2 separate regions of the Zea mays genome follow, and region 1 is linked to region 2. The links are chromatin contacts, called in public Hi-C maps. All regions are on one chromosome and are shown on one strand. Each heading gives the region's core, a stretch centred on a gene start, on an enhancer-like site or on the middle of the called end of the contact. The rest is flanking DNA. Distances are from core to core; before and after follow the strand shown.

Evidence for each region. Hi-C and Micro-C count contacts between places; a contact is called where the count stands out from the background.
Region 1: a contact with region 2 is called in a Hi-C map of tassel, with 5 times the contacts expected there. The contact joins the promoter of LOC100278630 here to the enhancer-like site in region 2. A contact is called at or near these places in 4 of 25 Hi-C or Micro-C datasets (ear, leaf and tassel).

What each region holds. Positions count from the first base shown.
Region 1 is chr4:193,876,147-193,880,351 of Zm-B73-REFERENCE-NAM-5.0, forward strand. It overlaps LOC100278630 (Pollen Ole e 1 allergen and extensin family protein), which reads right to left and starts at 1,712. Exons shown (of 2, transcript NM_001151844.1): 1 at 1,361-1,712; 2 at 455-1,258. The coding sequence starts at 1,553. The coding sequence ends at 594. LOC103654342 (a long non-coding RNA gene) reads left to right here and starts at 3,466. Exons shown (of 2, transcript XR_566033.4): 1 at 3,466-3,805.
Region 2 is chr4:193,744,884-193,748,894 of Zm-B73-REFERENCE-NAM-5.0, forward strand. No RefSeq gene overlaps it. Among protein-coding and RNA genes, the nearest start is that of LOC109945603, 78 kb to the right of the region's middle. Within about 2 kb of position 2,313, at least 16 of the 20 cell types and tissues checked have an H3K27ac peak or open chromatin away from gene starts, as enhancers often do. A contact at or near this core is called in ear, leaf and tassel, where this site is marked.

The sequences.
Region 1 (4,205 bases), core at 462-2,961, 130 kb after region 2:
GCTAAATCATCCCTTGCCAATTTATTATCCATAGAGGGAGCTTAATTAATTATCCATTGCGTTCTCGCTTTAATATTACTAGCAAAGTGTTTGTATATGTATTTTGTTGACTAAATAAGTGAGAATGTGAGTTTAAAGTCAACAACCATGATTCAAATCTTTATTTATATATAATTTTAGTTTTTTACCATTTAAATATGGGAGGGTGTTTTAAGTGGGTGCCCTCAGTTTTGGTGGTGTGCTCACTTATACCCTTAGTCGTGTTTTTTGCTCAGCTGTGTCCTTCCAGTGTTATAGAACAGAAGAGCACAGCTGAGCAAAAAAACACGACTAAGGGTATAAGTGAACACACCACCAAAACTGAGGGCACCAACTTAAAAAACCCGAGGGCGATGAGAGGTGAACGACAGGAGATAAAGGACGATGTAGAGCGACGATGGAAATTAGTGCTTTATATAGTGAATAGTTTCATTTTTGGTAGAGTAGAAAATTACAGCTCAGATTGACGAACAAGAAAATTACAGCTGACGGCAGTTCGTACGTACGTGCGTGTAAATGTAAAAGACAACACAGTACAGCTCCAAGTTTTTTTCTCAGGGATGATTCACGTTCACGGGGCGGCGATTCGTTGAAGCGGAGGCCGGCGGTACGCCAGGCACCCCCGGAGGAAGAACCGGCACCAGGGGTGGAAGAAGCTGGGGCGGCGGTGGCGGCGGCGGCGGCTTAACCAACGGCAACAACGGCGGTATTACCGACGACGGCGGTGGCTGTGGGACAAGCGGTGGCAGGACGGACGGCGGAGACGGGGTAGGCAGGAGCGGCGGCACGAGGGACGGCGGGGCTGGCGTGACCGGGTTGGGCGGGATGGGCACGCCGCCGACGTTGGGTGGCTCCGGCACGAGCGGGACCGGCGGGAAGAACAGGCCCTTGTTGCTGCAGAGCTCCGGGCGGACGGAGAAGGCGCCGGCGGAGAAGACGCGAGTGCCGCCGCCGTGGTCGTGCTTGTTGTGGTGGGCGACGAGGTGGAGCCCGCGAGCGGAGCTGGCGGTGGCGACGCACGGCGGCGACGCCTGCGGGAGGTGCACCGCCACCGAGCAGGACGTGACGGACCGGAGCTGGTGGCTGCTGCTGCTGCTTGAGCTGCTTGGCCCGTGCGCGAGGTGCACGCGGAACCTGCCGCTGCGGTCCGTCACGACGCCGTCCTTCCGGAACACCGTCCGGCCGTTCCCGTCGTGGCACCGGACCCCGACCAGGGTGCCTGAGACTGTGTTAGCTAGGTACACGGTCGAAGCAGGCAGGCACACAATCGAGGCCCAAAATAAACACCACGGTGGAAGCAGCACAATAGTTGCATGCGCACCTGAAGAAACGGCGGTGGTGGTAGCCTCGGAGCTGCCGGAGTGGACGACGACAACGGAGCCGACGACGACGTTGGCGGGCGCGGGTAGTAGTGGGCGTCCGTGCTTCCGGCCGCCGCCATGGTGGGTGGCTGAGTAGCAGTGCAAGCAAGAGAGCTGCACCAGAACAAGGAGCAACCAAGAAGCGCGGTTCATTGCAGCGGGCGCTATCTTCTCATGCGGCAGTGCTATAGCCTATAGGAGGCGCGCCGTTAGATTTATGCATGCATGGGGGCTTTTTTTTAAGCACGAGCATGGACTAAAAACAGGAGGCTATAACATAGTCCGGAACGAAATAATATGAGTTAGACTGGTATAGTCTAAAGGCAGGCCTAGGTCGGGTTTTCTAGCGCCCCTAGCATGACCCGCACGCAGTGGCGGACCTAGAATTTGACCATAGAGTATGCGATGCAAAAAATTATATATAATTCGGTAAAACAATATATAGTATGACGATAGATCCAGACGACGAACCTTCGAGAGACCGTGATTATATCTGACAATCTAATATATATACCATAGATGAGACATGAGAAGCGAACCTTCGATTTAGAGCAGGGTGGCGGCAGACTGCGACCCAACACTATGGCCAGGGCTCCGTTCTCTCCGATCAAGATTAGATTAGAAAAATGAAACGTCCATGCCACTAGGAAACTGAAACGGCGGTGGACTGCAGTCTACCGGGCACTACGAGTCAGAAAAATGAAACATCCAATGCACTATATTGCCGCTCGTGCCGCATCTTAATCGCCTAATGGGCCTCCTATCATGACGCCATACTGTCTAATGCACTATTTTTTTTTCCTTTTAGTTTTTACATATACAGTATATATATACTCGCTGGTTTTACAGGGTATGCCGGTGCATACCCGGCATACCCTGTAGGTCTGCCACTGCCCGCACGCGTGGGGCGGGTTTAGGCCAACACGGTCCAATTAAACCAATATTATTTATTTTTTTTAATTTTTAAGTTATAGACTTTATATGATTGTAATATTTGAATTTTATTTTGTCAAATGATACTCACATTATTTAATATATTTAGTTTAGTACGATATGTACTTTATATGGTTAATATTTGAATTTTGTATGGTTCAAACATATGGGTCGGATTTGGGTCGACATGGTCCAATAAAGACACGGCGTGTTTTAGAAACGAATAGACCGTTGTTTCTACTCTTTGAGCTAGCACGATATGACCTAAAATTTTTTTTTGAACCTTTTAGATCTAAACCCGTTTAATCCCAAATACAATGAGCTTGCGACGGACCGGCCCGATCCTACCCAATTCTCAGCACTAGTGCTGGTTAGGACTTGAAGAGAAGCAGAGGAGATGTCGGTTTCTCGTGTGAATGGACGTAGGCGAAGAAGACATCGTCGGATTTGCGGCGAATGGTCCAGGAATGAATGAACTTGTTCGGATTTGCCGTCTCTATCAGTGCATGTGCATATTCTGCGTACTACGTTCGTTGTCTTCAACATAGTGAATTTCAATTTACTGTACTTCTCCGTTCCTTTTTATTTGTCACCGTTTTAGTTGAAAAATAAACTAACGAATCTTTTTTATTTATCATGTTTTATTAGTTGAAAAATAAACTGAGAACGAAGGTATTACATGTCAAAGTAGATAGAGATCGGTAATGTTGTAGCCTCTAGGGCCTTGCATGATAGTGCCAAAGACACGCGTAGACGAATGTGAATATGGGATGGGATGTTTTTGGGAGGTTCTGGTCCTCTTTATCTGTGCCTGTGCATTCTGCGGCCTCTATTCTATGGCCTGGCTTCTGGCGCTTTCTGCCCTCACGTTTCACGGGCTCTTGTCTTAACGTGCTCCTAGCTAGAAAGAAGTCGGCAGGGAATTAGTTTCTTTTTTTTTAAACAACAAAGAGTCGGCAGGGAAATGGTCATATCTTGTTGAGAGAGAGAGAGATTTTTTGGATCGAGTTGCAGGATCGACGCCGTGATACAATCATGTGTATAATAATAAGTTAACAACGGAGTTCATATCAATGTTGTCAAAGAAAAAACAACAGAGTTCATATCACATCCCAACCCAACGAGAGGTAGTATTGAAACATGTCCCTGGTTCTTCCTCGCCCGTCCAACCTCCCCATTGCTGCCCCACCACCTCGTCATCCCCATGGTGTCTGCTCTCGTCTTCCTCGGAGAAGGCAAAATTCAGCCCATGCTCGAGTGGTTGGCCCTCCCTAGGGCACGGCGCGGCACGGTTGGCCAGGGCGGTTCTCAGCCCGGTTCACCTTTTTCTCTACAGGAATGGGCCCAAGATCCGAGTCCTCGTAGATGGAGAGGGTGGACATCTGGCATCGATATAAGGCCGGCTAGACGAGGAAGCCAGACAACCCATACTAACCCTCGTCTAGAAGATTCCGGCGCACCGCGCGAGTCGGGTAAGTCCTCTCCCGTTTCCATGTGACTTGGTTGGCTCCCGTTTCCCTCTCCATTTCGCATTGTCTTCTGTCACATCCGGATTTAAAGAAATAAAGTCAGGTGCATTTCATATATGCGCCAAGAAAGAACATCATATATAATGACAAAGTGTATAGAGATAAATGTCACATATAACATAAATGTCATTATTACATATATAGCGTAAGTCTTACAAAAATAAATTATAAAAATAAAGCGAACTAAATATTATTTCCTGGCGCCACAAAGCTGACTGAGAGACGTCACCTAGATCAACTCGTATGCTTCATTGTAGGGCGGCTCATCTTTGACCACCTACTCTTCACCTGTGGGGGGTTTACATATCGCAAGTGTGAGCTCACAAAAGATCATAGCTCAACA
Region 2 (4,011 bases), core at 1,063-3,562:
TTCGTCCATGACTCCTGAGGTTCTCCAGGATGTCTGGGACGCCACATCTGCTAAGGCTGTGTGGGATTCCCTTCAAAAGAAGTATGCCTCCTCCTCCAAGGCGCGGGTCATTCAGATCCGCCAGGAACTCGCCACGGCGCGTAAGCGCGACCTCTCTGCTGCTGATTTTTACCGCAAGATCACGGGTCTCACCTCCGAATTAGCGGTGGCTGGGGCTCCTCTTAGAGATGATGAGATTCTCTCCTATCTCTTTGCGGGGCTGCCGGCTGATTATGACCCCTTCGTTACGTCGATGACTACCAAGAATGAAGAGCTCTCCCTCGACGACGTCTTCTCACATCTCTTGGTTTTTGAAGCCCGACGCCTCCAACATGAAGCTGATCTGCAAGTCAATATGGGTATGTCCGCTCACTATGCAGGTCGCGGCGGTGGACGACGCGGTCGCGGGCGCGGTGGTGCACCTGGAGGCACGTACTCTCGTGGTGCAACTCGTGGCCGAGCTGGTATGCCGTCTCGTGGTGGCACATGGTCACCGCGTGGTGGTGGCCGTGGTCGGGGCAATCGACCCCAATGTCAAATCTGCGACAAATTCGGCCATACTGCCATCAACTGTTGGCATCGTATGGACGAGAACTATCAAGATGATCCTTCGACCATGGCCCTTGCTGCTACCTCTTCATCCAAGGTTGATCCAAGCTGGTACAACGACACCGGCGCAACAGATCACATCACAAGTGATCTAGATCGTCTCGCGCTTCGCGAGCAATACCATGGCGGCGACTCCGTTCAAGTCGGCAATGGCGCAGGTTTGCAAATTTTGAATACTGGTTCTTGTTCTATTAGTACTAATACTCGCCCGCTTGCTCTAAATAATGTCCTTCATGTCCCTAAAATTGCAAAACATCTTTTATCTGTTCACAAATTATCAAAGGATAATAATGTATTCTTTGAATTTCATCCTTCGTATTTTCTTATTAAGGATCGAGCCACCCAGGCACTACTCCTGGAAGGCAAGTGTGAAGGCGGCCTTTATCCCATTAAGCCTTCCGATGTTGAGTCCCTTCATCAAGCTTTCGTCAGCTACTCGGCGCGCCCTCAACAATGGCACGCTCGTTTTGGTCATCCCTCACCGCAAGTAGTGTGTTCTATTTTACGTTTGAATAATTTGCCGTGTCTCAAAGACACTAGTTTGATCTCTATTTGTAATGCATGTCAGTTAGCCAAAAGTCATCAATTACCATATACTCATTCTATTCATCGCACTACTATGCCTCTTGAGCTAATTCATTCTGATGTTTGGGGTCCTGCTCCTATATCTGTTGGTGGTTTCCGCTACTATATTAGTTTTGTGGACGATTTTACTCGCTTCACTTGGATTTATCTTATGATTGATCGCACTGAGGCTCCTCGTTTTTTCCTTCAATTTAAAAATCATGTCGAACGTCTCCTTGATGGCAAAATAAAATATGTTCAATCTGATTGGGGTGGTGAATATCGTAAAATGCACAACCAATTCTTTACTAATCTTGGGATTGCTCATCATGTGTCCTGTCCACATACCCATCAACAAAACGGTACGGCCGAACGAAAACACCGTCACATTGTAGAAACCGGTCTTGCTTTATTGGCCCATGCCGAAATGCCTCAAAAATTTTGGGATGAAGCTTTTGTCACAGCCACCTATCTTATTAACCGTCTTCCTACTCGTGTCATCGACAATTTATGTCCTTTAGAACGACTTTTTAAAACTCCGCCAAATTATTCCATGCTTCGTATTTTTGGTTGTGCATGTTGGCCTCACCTCCGTCCATATAATAAACACAAGCTTGATTTTCGATCAAAACCTTGCATCTTTCTTGGATACAGCTCATTGCACAAAGGGTATAAGTGTCTCGATAAAGATTCTGGCCGTATATATATCTCACGAGATGTTACTTTTGACGAGTCTGTTTTTCCGTTCAAAAATCCTTCATCCAACTTTGAAAATCAGACGGGCAGTGGAAGTACTGATTTGAACAATAACTTGGTACAAAATTTGTTTCCTGCTAATTGCTATCGTGCAGATAATACTAGCATCTATCCAGGCGCGTCTACACCGGTTTTTGCGCAGGCGTCCGCTTCCCCACTGGTCCAAGCACCGCATGCAGGGGACAGCTGCATATCACCTGCCTCCACGATTCCTTCGATGCATGCAGGGGACACATGCATGGAGCAGGGGCGCCAGGCGTCCGCTTCTCCACTGGTCCAAGCACAGCATGCAGGGGACAGCTGCATGCCACCTGCGTCCGCTTCTCCACTAGTCCAAGCACCGCATGCAGGGGACAACTGCATGCCACCTGCGTCCGTTTCTCCACTGGTCCAAGCACCGCATGCAGGGGACAGCTGCATGCCAACTGCCTCCACGATTACTTCTGCTGCTACTGAAATTGAAGGTGCTGGCCATCCCTATGGTACACGTCTTCGAAACAATATCCAAAAGCCAAAAATTCGCACGGACGGCACGGTAACTTATTCTGTGACTCGTGTCTCTTCTGCTGAGCCATCTTCACATGTCACTGCTTTGACTCAACCTTTATGGAAACATGCCATGCAAGAAGAATTTGACGCTTTGCTTAAGAACAAAACATGGCACTTGGTACCTCCTCGTTCTGATTTGAATGTGATTGATTCCAAGTGGGTTTTCAAATTAAAATATAAAGCTGATGGTTCAATAGACCGCCATAAAGCTAGACTGGTTGCTAAAGGTTTTAAGCAGCAGTATGGTGTTGATTATGATGACACGTTCAACCCGGTTGTTAAACACACTACCATTCGGTTATTATTATCTCTAGTTGTATCTCGTGATTGGTCTCTTAGACAAATTGATATTCAGAATGCTTTTCTTCATAGTTTTCTTAATGAAGATGTGTATATGAAGCAACCCCCTGGTTTTGAAGACCCTAAAAATCCAGAGTTTCTTTGCAAGCTTGATAAGGCCCTATATGGACTTAAACAAGCTCCTCGTGCATGGTTCTCTCGTCTAAGTGGTACTCTTATCAAGCTGGGATTTCACGCATCTAAGGCTGATGTGTCATTATTTATTTTCAATCGTCCCGAAGTACAAATGTATATTCTCATATACGTGGATGATATTATTATTATCAGCTCATCTGCCTCAGCTACTGATAAGCTTCTGCAGCAGCTCCGCTCTGAATTTGCAGTCAAGGATCTTGGTGCCCTCAGTTATTTTCTCGGCATTGAGGTTCACAGAACTTCTCAGGGCCTTTTACTCACACAACGCAAGTACATCAATGATTTGTTGCTGCGCACCAACATGGAAACTTCTAATGGCGTCAACACACCCATGCTACCCGCGGATAAACTTTCTCTTCATGATGGTGAGCTACTATCTCCTGAAGACACCACAAGATTTCGGAGTGTTGTAGGTGCTCTACAATACTTATCCTTCACAAGACCGGATATATCTTATGCTGTTAATCGGGTGTGTCAATTTTTATCTGCGCCTACCACCTCTCACTGGGTTGCTGTGAAGAGGATTTTGCGTTATTTGAAGACTACACTGGATGTTGGTCTATGTTTTACTAAGACCACTTCTTCTCTATTGAGTGCATTTTCTGATGCTGATTGGGCTGGTGATATTGATGATCGCCGAAGCACGGGTGGCTTTGCTATTTTTTTTGGCGGCAACTTAATTTCGTGGTCTTCACGTAAACATTCCACTGTATCTCGCTCAAGTACAGAAGCTGAGTACAAAGAAGTTGCTAATACCACAGCTGAAATTATCTGGATTCAAGTTCTTCTAAGGGAACTTGGTATATCACAACCTAGACCTCCCAGTCTTTGGTGTGATAATATTGGCGCCACTTACCTAACTGCAAACCCTATATTTCATCGTTGCATGAAACATGTTGAAGTTGATTATCATTTTGTTCGAGAACGTGTGGCCTCTCAACAGCTAGAAGTTCGGATTATTTCTTCCAAAGATCAAGTTGCTGATATCATGACAAAGCC